3 separate regions of the Sus scrofa genome follow, and regions 1 and 3 are each linked to region 2. The links are chromatin contacts, called in public HiChIP or PLAC-seq and promoter capture Hi-C maps. All regions are on one chromosome and are shown on one strand. Each heading gives the region's core, a stretch centred on a gene start, on an enhancer-like site or on the middle of the called end of the contact. The rest is flanking DNA. Distances are from core to core; before and after follow the strand shown.

Evidence for each region. Promoter capture Hi-C pulls out the DNA fragments that hold promoters and counts their contacts. HiChIP or PLAC-seq counts read pairs in DNA pulled down with a chosen protein or histone mark.
Region 1: a contact with region 2 is called in a promoter capture Hi-C map of fetal liver, with 5 times the contacts expected there. The contact joins the promoter of MFN1 here to the promoter of TTC14 in region 2. A contact is called at or near these places in 1 of 5 promoter capture datasets (fetal liver) and 1 of 2 datasets of contacts at active chromatin or transcription factors (skeletal muscle).
Region 3: a contact with region 2 is called in an H3K27ac HiChIP or PLAC-seq map of skeletal muscle, with 6 times the contacts expected there. The contact joins the promoter of GNB4 here to the promoter of TTC14 in region 2. A contact is called at or near these places in 1 of 5 promoter capture datasets (fetal skeletal muscle), 1 of 47 Hi-C or Micro-C datasets (heart right ventricle) and 1 of 2 datasets of contacts at active chromatin or transcription factors (skeletal muscle).

What each region holds. Positions count from the first base shown.
Region 1 is chr13:117,404,524-117,408,595 of Sscrofa11.1, reverse strand. It overlaps MFN1 (mitofusin 1), which reads right to left and starts at 2,559. Exons shown (of 17, transcript NM_001315732.1): 1 at 2,448-2,559. The coding sequence starts at 2,559. LOC110256374 (a long non-coding RNA gene) reads left to right here and starts at 4,049. Exons shown (of 3, transcript XR_002337762.1): 1 at 4,049-4,072.
Region 2 is chr13:118,612,862-118,616,837 of Sscrofa11.1, reverse strand. TTC14 (tetratricopeptide repeat protein 14) reads right to left here and starts at 2,444. Exons shown (of 12, transcript XR_002338123.1): 1 at 2,095-2,444; 2 at 1,508-1,632; 3 at 1,216-1,415; 4 at 252-336; 5 at 27-156. It overlaps LOC102167959 (a long non-coding RNA gene), which reads left to right and starts at 2,420. Exons shown (of 7, transcript XR_002338126.1): 1 at 2,420-2,535.
Region 3 is chr13:117,511,384-117,515,705 of Sscrofa11.1, reverse strand. GNB4 (guanine nucleotide-binding protein subunit beta-4) reads left to right here and starts at 2,319. Exons shown (of 10, transcript XM_021069860.1): 1 at 2,319-2,649.

The DNA.
Region 1 (4,072 bases), core at 1,310-3,809, 1.2 Mb after region 2:
TCAAAATTATTAAAAATTACAGGGGTCTAGCCAAAAGGATATTTTACTATTCATCTATGTCTCAAAGATACAAAATACCCACCTAAGACAAAAACGTTATTTCTGAACAAAGAAACTAGAATCCAATATCTACTTTTTATTCCATCCTGACAAGAGCTTCAAATCTTGAACTGAGAAAAGGGATTCACACACTAAGAAAGCATATGGTTTAAATGGGTAGCTTCCCCAAAATAGAGTTCAGGGGGTCTTCAAGCTGGGTAAGACCTCCTTATCTTTTCTGCTTCCCACAGGGGTGGAGCAAGACAGCTCATTTAACATGAAAAGAGAATTCTAGACTGTTTCTCACTCCTGTCAGGTTTGGGAGAAACTGCCTACCCCAGCCCCAGATGTCTTTCCTCCAAAGAGGGGAGTAGCTGGGAAAGCAAAGATCTGAAAGCAGAAAAGTATCTCAGCTTTGTTTATATTTCAGAAATATACATTTTTACATTTATATTTTTATCATCTCATTTTAAAGGTGAAAACAGGGAGATTCATTTGGTTATCTAAATGGTCCTAATTAGAGACAAATACGGACATAACTTAGAGGGTAACCCCCTATTTAAACTTAAGCTTTACAGATCTCATCAACTTGTCAAATACATTAATATGTGCAACTTGGTGAAAAAAGCTAAGAGTGGCTTAAATTAACATTATATTCATCTTTGATTTTCATTTTATTCCTGCTTTTCTGTTATTCCTGATTCACCTACTTTGCCTCTTTTTTTGTAACATTTTTTCCTGAGGTTCTAGAACCAGTGGTAAGTAGATAAGCTAGAGGTTCCCCAGAGAAAGAGAGCCAAAATGGCTTTTTTGACATAAGAGAAGACATTCTGGCCTAAGCCACTTTGTGATCTAAGCCTAACCACAATGCCTGCCCTTAACAGGTCTTAGTAATCAAAGATCTTAAGGGCAGGGAATGAATGCAGGAACAGAGAAAAAGAAGTCAAACAAGAGTACAGTGATAAAGCAGAGTCCCAGTTCCTCCTCAAGAGATATATGTTAAGAATAAATCTTTTTTTTTCTCCACACTGGCAGCATTCGGAAGTTCCGGGGCCAGGGAACAAATCCATGCCACAGCATCAACCTGAGCAGCTGCAGTGACAACACTGGATCCCTAACTCGCTGCACCACAAGACAAATCCTATAATAACATACATGAGTTCTGCAGGAACTAAGGCCCCTATTCAGGCAGAGAACCAAGTGATGACGCTGACCCTCCTCACTTCAATCAACCAAGACTTGGACTCTGTTGATCTTTGCCCCAATTCTCCCCTGAATTCTCCTCCACTCAAGCCACTTGAATTATGTACGTACTCTTAGCCTAAAACTTCCCCAATTTTGCTGTTCAGAGAGACAGAGCTGCAGGAAAGATCCCCAGTGTTCTCCTAAATTGCTGCAAGTAATAAATCCTTCTTTGTCCTGATCTTTGGCTTGGTTGTGTCTACTGGCTCAAAGTGAACCCAATTTACATTCTACAGCTGCCATTTCATTATCTCCTACATAATACTTAACCTACTTAACAGGCTCAATATACAGATGTTAAATTTAACTTCCTTTTCACTTTATTTTAAATTTTTAGAATAAAATACTATTCAAAGTCACTGTGTCAGCTCAAATTATTTCCAAATTGAAAAATCAAGATTCTGTACCAGTACTTTTTTCCCTTATTCAACAAAACTTGAATTGTGTCAGATCTGGTGACAGGGAGAGAATGATAAGGCAGGATTCGCACTCTCTAGGAATTCAAAATCTAGTGAAAAGGGATTAGGAAAAGAAGTTTGATTCTACCAAATGTTTTCCCACAGTCAGCAGAGTTTACAGAACCCCTCCCTTTTCACTGTATGCTTGAAGGTCAACATTATCTCTAAAGTAATATACCATAGAGTATGACATTATCACCTCTATTTGAATAGCTACACCCACGTTAAGATAACTCCTTTTGCCCTTTTCCCACTGCATCCCAGCCTCATTTGAGAGGATAAGACAGGTCTGTCTGAGATCTTAGTTTACCTGCTAAGTGGATAAGGAAGATAAGTATACTGATTCAATGTGGGCTACCCGGCTTTTAGTCTGGGCATTTACCAGCTATGTGATCTTGGCTAAGTCACTTAACTTTTCTGTGCCTTAGTTCCTTTATCTTTAAAATAAGTGAGATTAAAATCTGTCTCAGTGCTGATTTGAGAGTTGAGTTAATAATACAATAAAATGCCTAGAACAGTACCTCACACACAAGCACTTTTTTCTTAGTTGCTATTAATATAAGTCAATCTTCCTCACTTGGTGGGCAGAAAAGTGGTGGGTTTTATGTGTTACAAAGCCCTACATGTATTCAGTAACCCAGGCTGAAAAAATAAAGCACCTTTATGGATTTTCAAAAGTAATTATTTGAAAAATTTAGAGGAACTAACCTTCAACAAAATGTGATCCTTCAGTAACAAACTCCAGTAACTGTTCAAAGATTGCAGTAATTGCCTTTTTAGCCAGCACAAAGTGCTTCAGTGGAGAAGCAGTTTCTGCCATTATGCTGAAAATAAAAAGTACAAATTAAACTTGATGATAAAAGACATCTGAATTAAGGGCACTTTCCAGCAACATATTCTCCTTAACAAAACTTCCAAAAAACTTTTTTTTTTTTTCTTTTTTGTCTTTTTTAGGGTCAAACCTGCGGCATTTGGAGGTTTACAGGCTAGGAGTCCCATCAGAACTACAGCTGCTGGCCTACACCACAGCCACAGCCACAGCAGATCCAAGTTGCCTCTGCAACCTACACTACAGCTCGTGGCAACACCAGATCCTTCACCCACTGAAAGAGGCCAGGGATTGAACATGTGTCCTTCATGGATGCCAGTCAGATTAGTCTCCTCTGAGCCACTATAGGAACTCCCCAAAAAACTTTTAGATGACTGTTCTTTGGGGGGGAAAGGTGTTTTAGTCAAAGACTACTTTGGGGTGATATTCCATTAAAATAAATGAACTCTGTTGGCCAAAATCTTGGTTGCAATTTCTACTTTAGCTCCCTTTACTGACAATGAATCTGGCTAAATTCTGATTCTTAACTACATCTGGGAACAGGATGAGTGAGATGAAGCCAAGTTCACAAACACTAAGTTTCTCAACCTGGACCTCTGGTTGGGTGGAGGTGGATATGCAGAGCAAGGAAATGAATTCCAAGATCATAATGCAATACAAACGTTTAAAAAGCAGCAGTTCTCAACACAACAAATAAGGAGGCAAACCTTAAAGCAAGCCATAGTACCAAGAACTTAAAGGAATATAAATTAAAAAAAAATTATGACAGCTTTTCATGAAAAGATACCAAACAAAAGCGATCACAAACCAGTCTGACCCTGGTGTGCATGTGTGTAAAATGGAGCAGAATGTCCGTAAAGAAGGCTGAGCCTTCCAAAGCGTCAATGAAGGAGCCGCGTGAGAAAGTACAGAGAGGGCAACAACCCGGTTCAGCTGGGTGTGAACACCTACCTTAGGAAAGGGCCTTCCCCGCCCTCCACACGGGCCGCGGGAGCTCCGCCAGCAGGGCTCGCAGCCAGACTCTCCGCCGCACCGGGGGCGCGGGCTTCGGGCTCGCGGACTTTGCGGGCCTGACCCGGCCTCTGGCCCCGCTCACGACCCCGCTGGCTCGCTCCTTTCCGCAGGACCGCGGCGGCGCCTCGTCACAGAGCGCCCCGCGCACGACTCCCCGCCCCACAGCCCGGGCCAGAAGAAGGTCACCCCGAGCAGGGAACCCGCAAGTAGCCGAGGCGACAAGCACTCACCCTGTCTCAGGTCCGACTTGTCACCCAGCAACCGCAGCTCGGCCACAGCCCTCAACCCGCCTCATTCTCCCAAGAGAAGGTGGAAGACTGGGAGGAGGCGGGAGGAGAGGCGAGAGGACAGTCACTTCCGGTCTCCTGCCCTCCCCGATTTTGTTTGGCTCCGTAACCGGAAGTGCGTGTACGCGGAGCGCCATTTTTCTTAAGGGCAGAAGTCAAGGAGTTGAGGTAGGGAATGCTTCCACAAAAACGTTTTCACGGTT
Region 2 (3,976 bases), core at 1,195-3,694:
TTGCAATTAACATGTGGATAAATTACCTGTAGTACAAAGGAAGTTCTTCGGAACTAATTACACCTAATTTAATACCAGATAGGTGTGATGGAAGAGATGAGCTATATAGAGATACTGCAAGCTTTTCATGATATCTGTCAATATCCTTGATTCCAGCTTAAAAAAATGAAAAAATTAAGTTGATTAACAAGGCAATGCAAACATAAATCTGACAACTGTTACTTTTTTATTAGTATTATGAAACTGATCACCTCGAATGATGTCACCAGTCTGGTAATATGATAAAGGATCCCCATGGTTACTGAGAGAAGGCACATCTCTTAATGGACATAGAGCCTGCAATGAAAAGTTTTTAAAATACCAGACATTCCATATTCAGTGAAAGTGTCTTCTTTTATTCTAATTATTCAGTATAAATAGCTGATAGTTGACAGAAAAATTAAGAAAACAATTATCACCCTAAAGTTTAAATTTAAATAAGGATTTTAATAATTTCTGTGCCCAAACACAATAAATTTTCTAGTTCAGTTAAAAAACTAAAATCTCATGAAATTTGCAATTAGTTTTAGGACCCAAATATAAGCACGGATTATGAAACCAAAAGGTATTTTGTGCTTGTTAAATATAAAATTAAAATTTGTCCAGCAGGTAGGAGAGTTCCAATGAAAATGAAATGTGAATTCTCCAAAGGTTAGGTCTGTTATCTAGTTGGCGATACCTTCTGCTTTTCTTCCATTTTCATCTGTCTTAATAGACAATAAATATCAAACCTTTTAAATTAAAGTGAAATGTTTTAAATTCAGGTCATTTACTTTGGGCAAAGTATCTCATAGATAGTGGATTTGTTTTTAAATTGTCCACGTGCAGATATCTAGTAGCAAATGCTAATAAAGGTAACGTTCATCTAGAATAACCACAGGTTACCAATCTCATCATGTCCACTGGTATCTTTTTGAGCATTTTAAAAAGGTCACCACCCCTCCCAACCCAAACCCCTAAAACTAGAAGTGGTGGAGGAGTAGATAACTATATTACTGCCAATAATTTTTTAAAAAGAAATAGTGCTTTATTTTTCTCCAAATAATACTTATTTCTCAAAACTATGTCTGCAGAATACACTTAATTACAACTGGATACAAAGACATAATTCTTGCATTGAGATGACACGTTATCAAAAACAGAGACAATCAAATAACTGAAGAGTGAGTAACTTACTGTGATTTCTAAGTGGGATATATCTCTCATAATGCCACTGCCTAAACAAATCAACACCATGAAAAACCCAAATTCCCGAATGGAACTAATTCTTCCAATCACTATATCACCACGCTCAATATCTCGGAAAAACAGCTCTCTTCGGTCCATACCAGGTATCTCCATGAACTGCTCTAAAGGTGGCATGACTGCATAATGATCTGAAAAAATAATTAACAAAACAGTACTAACAACAGCTTTGCATTCGATTTCACTTGAAGTGGTGTTAAACCAAACCGCAATCAAAACTCACCTTCATTATCTTCATTAATTTCAGAAGTTGTAGGTGTACCTGATTTCCAGGAAAGTGCAAAAAGCAGATCCGCTTTTTTGGAAATGAATTTTTGTATTTCAATGTTGTCAACTTTCTTCTCTTTTCTTAAAAAAAAACAAAAGTTATGAAAACTGGTTTATCTACAAAACCTTTTAGTACGTCCAAGCTTCTGCTCTCGGTTTTCAATGCCCAATCGGGTCCATCTTAAGCTCTTGGCCGTACGCCTTCTGAAAAAATGTTTTAACCTCATTTGCCAGCCCAGATAGAGGGCGGGGAAACATAAAAAATGTGACACCCGCGCAGTTCCAGATACAGAAGCCCCGGGGGATTTTACTAAAGAATCAGCGCCTCCGGTAGGCAGTACCAGATTTAAAAAGTTCAGTCCCCATCTTGCCCTCACACCAGGAGTGTGAACCCTCCTCCACACTGCCCTCGGAACCAGCGCCACAATCACCACGCGCTCACAACACCGCTCCGCTCCTAGAAGGCTCAGGCGCCCGACTGCGGCAGTGGAACCCCGAGCTGTCCCCTTTCCCCGTCTCGCAGCGGCGCCCCTATCCCATTACCTGCCCTGTAACTGCTGCTGGGGTGGCGGGCCCCGCGGAGGCTCTGCCACCGAGCCCAGGAGGCTCCGGAAGTGCGGATTGTCCTGCTGTTCGCTCCGGAGCAGGGAGAGCAATGAAGGCCCGTGGAAATTCAGTGACTGCCGCAGAAGGTCCCGGTCCATGGTGAGAGACGGCTGGGCCCAACAACCAATGGGCTGCCTGTCCACTGTTCTGGGCCCACTACTTCAGCCGGGTGGTCCCGGAATCTGAGGAGGGAGCCTGCAAGCCGCCGGAAGCATACATCCCAGACACCTACAGAGTGACCTCCCGGAAGTGTTCTGAATCCGCCCCTAGCGGCGGTGCCGCGCAGCCAGTCTCGGTCTCGCGAAATTGAGCGAGATTACGGAAGCCGGAAGGATTGGTCAAGGTTTTCCGGAGCTAAGGGCCAACTACGGCTCTGAGGTAGCGTTGCGTGTGACAAGTTTGTTTCTTAAAATTTCCGAGGTGTTAGTGCATTGAAACGGTCTGAGCTCTAATCTGTGGTAAATAATTCATTATCTTGTTAGCGAGGACCTTCCAAGTGCCAGTGTCAGGATGAGAACCCCAAACCTTAAAGTTTCTTCCCTCAGGTACTTGCTGGGTAAACCACTACCTACGCCTCAGGCACAACCACGTTAAAACGACCGCTCTGGGAAATTTCCTGGTAGGCTAAAGGGCGGAAGAAAGGAAGGACACTAACATTTGTTAAGCACCGGAGTTGTGTTCTCCATCCATATCTTGATCACTGTTAGTGATTTTAGATTTAATTTAAAACCAGAATGGCTTTAATGCCTAGACATTGCATATATACATTCTTTTTATTTCTCTAAGTGGTTTCTCAAAATTTAGTGTCCATAAAGTTTACTATATAGTTTGTTTCCGTTGAAATCAATATTAAAATACTTAAGTGTAATTCAGGTGATTTTCAAAGGTAATTGTGACTTAGGCTCTTTGCCCCCTTTTCCCTTTTTTAATTGCCATACCCGCGGCTTATGAAAGTTCCCAGGCACAGGAGACTGAACAGGAGCCCCAGCTGTAACCTATTGCATAGCTGCAAGTTACTCCACAGCTGTGGCAACGTGGGATCCTTAAACCTACTGGGGCCGGGATGCAACCCACAACTCCACAGTGACCCAAACCGCTGCATTCGGCACCACTGTGGAGGAACTACCCCCACCCTATCCCTTACTTATTGACTTGAGAACCTAACCACTGTACCTCCTTGTACTCTCATTTTAGAGACTGAGGAAAACGATCAAGAGATTCAATAAATTGCTCAGCGTCACCCAGCTGGCAAAAGGCTGGAGTTAGAATTCTAACGTAGGTCTGAATAAATTTCAGAGTTGCTAGACAAAATGTTTTTATTATATGGAAGGGCTAACTTATTCTAATACTGAGATAATGCGTTTTTGTTTTATTGCAGTATATTAAAATCTGTACTATTTAAATATGTGTAGTTTAGGCCTTTTGAGCAAAAATAAATAGCAGCAGTTATTTTTCCACCTCTCCAGCTATGTGTATTTGGTGAGATCTCTTTGACCTTCACTGTCTCACCACCTGGATAGAAGACCCAGACCTAGTGAATAACTTCACACTGTTTTGTAAAAAATCCAAGCAAAAAGGTAAACAGTCTACTAAGACTTGAGAAAATGGAATAAAGAATGTAAGTTTAAAAGATAATAAATTTCAGAGTTCCCACTGTGGTGTAGTGGGTTAAGAATCCAACTGCAGTGACTCAGGTGGCTGCAAAAGTGTGTGTTTGATCCCCAGCCTGCCACAGTGGATTAAGAGATCTAGCTTTACTCCACCTGGGGCATGGGTCACAGCTAGGGTTTGTATTCAGTCCCTGGCCCAGGGAACTTCC
Region 3 (4,322 bases), core at 1,070-3,569, 1.1 Mb after region 2:
AAAAATATGCATCATGTGTGGCAAAACAGAAATATAATGTTCTTGAAAGTGAACTACTTTGGATGTTAAATTTTCCTTTTTTGTACTTGGACTTTATTCTTCTAGTAATTTCTCTGTCCACATCAAATTTTCAGGAAGGTCAAACTCATCATAGAAGTCATCTCAAATCTTCAAATAATGGTCAGTAAAATTCTTGTACCATCTCATGTTTTTGTGTTTAGAAGATGTTGATTTATATTTCCCCTCATCTTTTCTAGACTAGAATATCTCAGTACTTTCCACTGGGTTTTCCTAAATACAAGCAACTTGTTTTTCAACTAATAATCTTAACCTAATCACCTCTCAAAGACCTATGATATCTGTTAAGTGCCAGTCGCATGAGAATAAGACAGAGAAGAATCTTAAAGAAAGTGGGATTTAGGAGTTCCAGTTGTGTATCAGCGGGTTAAGAACATGGCTAGTATCTACGAGGATGTGGGTTTGATCCCTGGCTTACTCAGTGGGTTAAAGATCTGGTGCTCTGTGGCTGTGGTGTAGGCCAGCAGCTCCAGCTCCAGTTCGACCCTGGCCTGGGAACTTCCACATGGTGGAGGTGTAGCTGTAGGAAAAAAAGAAAATAAAAAGAAAGTTGGCTTTGGAGTCAACCCAATCTGGATTCCATGTAAGGCTATGACACTTTCTGTATAATTCTAGGTAAATGCCATAATCTCACTGAGCCTCAATTTACTAATCTGTAAAATGGGGATAGAATGCACATTGTAAAGTCAGTATGAGAATAATACAATATCAGAAAGCAGGGAGTCTGGAGTTCCCGTCGTGGCTCAGTGGTTAACGAATCTAACTAGGAACCATGAGATTGTGGATGCGATCCCTGGCCTTGCTCAGTGGGTTAAGGATCCCGAGTTGCTGTGAGCTGTGGTGTCGGTTGCAGATGTGGCTCAGATCCCAAGTTGCTGTGCTCTGGCGTAGGCCGGCAGCAACAGCTCAGATTAGACCCCTAGCCTTGGAACGTCCATATGCCCTGGGAGTGGCCCTAGAAAAGGCAAAAAGTCAAAAAAAAAAAAAAAAAAAAAAGAAAAAAAGAAAAAAGGAAAAGAAAGAAAGAAAGAAGAAAGCAGGGAGTCTGGTACATAATAGGAATTTCTTAAATAAATAACAATTTTCCTTTGCTTCCTCCTAAAAATGACAAAGCTCAAGATTTAATCATTAAAATCTATAAACAGTTACAGTTGCAAAGGACCCATTCAGGTCCCAATCAACCTTCCAGACACCCCACATTAAGAAATGAAAATTTGGGGGGGAACCCTATAATTTTATCATCCTAGTACCACAGCTGTTTCCATTTTTGTTATGGTCTGGCTTTTATACAAAGGGTCACATTTTCTCCACAGCTTCAGTCAGGGTGCATTCATCACAAAGGTACTAGAAGATTTATTCCAGGTGATAGTGGGAAGCTGCTGAAGAAGAAATGGAAGGCTGCGGAGGTGTTAAAGTTCTCTGAAGATATTGTTCAAACCTTTCTCCAGCACAGAAACTCGACAAAGAACTCCTCTGCAGTTTTCGTTACCCAGGGCTGTTTCTTTAAATTGTTTGACGTCAGAGAAGGAATGCTATAGCAACAGTCTGTCAAACTGGAATTAACTCAGAAGAAAGATGGGGGTGGGGAGAGGAAAATTGCTCCCGGGCGGTACTGACTTCAGAGGAAGCAAATTTGGTAGATGCATTCATTTTATGACATTTTAAACATAAAACACCCAGAGAAATGTGGGAAAAGTCGGTTGCATGTGATGTTTTAACTCATGCAGAGACAAGTGACTTGATGGGGTTATCTGGAAGGCCTCCTTTCATCAGTGACAATAGTAACAACTTCCAAGCATTGATTATTTATTCAGAGGTAGGCTCTGTTTAAATGTTATCTCATTAAAAATTTTAGCACCTTTATGAGGCAGATACACTATCCCTATTTCGCCGGTGAAACTAAGGCCCTGAGACGGTACAGGATCACAAAACTAGCGACATTAGAGCTGGGATTGCAGTGCAATTTTGTAAGACTCTGGGCTTCAGTTTACTCTCTTACATTTAAAATTCCAGAAATGTTAAACCTAAGCGGGACCTTGAGATCTTCTAAGTCAGCCCCCCTGCCCTACCCTCAAGCAAACTGAGGCCTGTACTGTGCCGGGAAGGAAAACTGGCCAACCCACTTGGGCGCTACTCAGAAGTGTGCTCCGTCGTCCAGGCGCTGCACCAAGAAAACGAAACTGCCTGGGAATTAATGTTTTTCTTCTCCTTCTAGCAGGAAACGAGATAGAAAATAGGAAGCAGAAGCTGTGCGCAGCGCCAGCTGCCTTCGCCCCCTGCCCAGGCCGCGCACGCTCAGGGGTCTGCGCGCGCCCGCGCCGCGTCCCCGCGGGACCCGCGCGCCTCGTGCCTCGCGCCTCGCGCCTCAAGCCACGTCCCCGCCCCGGCCCCGCGCGCCGCAGAGTTGGCTGCTGGGCGGCGCGGGCCTGGGTGTGGTCGGCGGATCTCCGCGGCGTTGGTCTCGGCGGTGCGCTGCGCTGCGCTCCGCACGCCCGGTCCGTGCGCCAGGAGCTGCGAGGCGCCCAGCCGACCCTCGGACGCCGGGTCCAAGCCGGCCCGAGCTCCCTCCAGGTAGGCGGCTGCCGCGCAAGCTGCGGCTGGTCGGTGCGCCCCGCGGGGGCATCTCGGGCTTCCTGCAGGGGGGCGTGAGGCGCCGCGAGGCTGCCCCGGCGGAACTCGGCCCTGGAGGCGGCCCGGGTCCGGCAGAGTTCCTCCTGACCCGAGGATTGGGAGCTCCGGTCGGCGAACCCTGCCTGGGAGGACGGGGCGGGCGCGCCTCGGTGGCGCTCTAGTGCAGGGACCGGCCGTTTGGCCGCAGCTTCGGACACTTCCTAGGCCCTTGGGACCGCTCGCTCTGGGCAGCGAGGGGGTGAGCCATGGTCCCTGGGCTTTCGACCCCTAGGTGCCTCTCCGCACCCCGAGGTCCCTTCGGGGCACTGGAACGCGAGCTGGTGTTTGTCCTGAGGATAGCGATTATTCAGGGCTGCCCAAAAGGGTTATTGGGTCGAGAGCCCTGGGAGAGCTCATAAAAGTTCTCCACTGAGTGCTAAAAATGAGTCCATTAGTTTCGTGTTAAATTTATTTTGGAAATATGATGCACAGTAAGGGGGGGTGTTAAGAATTTTGAATACTTTTAAGTTCAACACATGATAAAATGTTTTCCTTTTCTCTCCACGTTCTTTTTCTGCTTCAGAACACAAATAATTTCCTTGTGCTTTGATATTTATTGCTCTTCCGTCGGTAAAGGAAGATAGAATTCCCAAAAGTTTAAAAACAGGCTTAAATTTGTTTATAGAAGCAGTTTGTTATTTTGCATCTCTCTCTTCCCTTTTTTCCTACTCCTTCCCTTTCTCTTTTAATAAAGGGTGTGGACGCATCTTTCTCCCTCCACTGGCAGAATAGCTCGGTCTGTGAATTAGCACCCTACTGGAAAGTTTTCTTAAGACATTCGGCATTGAATTGTTGATTAGAACGCTTTACTATCGGTCCATCTTAGTGTTGCAAACTGAGATTGTGACCTTTAAGTGTGTCTTTTAGAACAGAAACAGAGCACACTCTCCTTCTTTAAGATGAAAGAGAAGTCATTTCTAGTCGCCAAGGAAAACAATAGTCTGTATAGGTAAAGTTGTATGCTTTGAATCTCTTCGCCATTGCATATTTTTATTTTTTAGACTTTTCAGTGTGGGGCTTTTGGTTTATTACTGATCCTGGGCTCTGAAAGTTTATTGTATATTTCAGTATTTGGTTACAGATCATTTAAAGACTTTACATGTTGCATTTTGGTTTGTAGATGAATTTGAAAGTGAAATAGGAACTTTAAAAATATCATTTTATTAAATGTCTTTTAATTCTCTTGTATACACACATTTATGAAATTATTTAATCTGAGTGTGATACATTTATGTTCATGTCTGTGAGCCATAGGTGTTATTTAGGAGATTGTTCTGAGTTAGCCTTTGTTAACTTACAGAATTGCTTCTTTTATTATTTTTTCCAGCTTTATTGAGATATTAACATGACATTGTGTAAGTGTAAGGTATACAATGTGATGATTTAATATACATATAAATTACAAAATGATTACCATAATAAGGTTAGTTAATACATCCATCACCTCATGTAATTACTTTTGTGTGTGTGTGTGTCTGTGCATGTGCACGTATGTGGTGAGGACATTTAACATCTCTTTTAGCAACTTTCAAGTATGCAATACAGTATTGTTAATACAAGTATTGTTAACTATA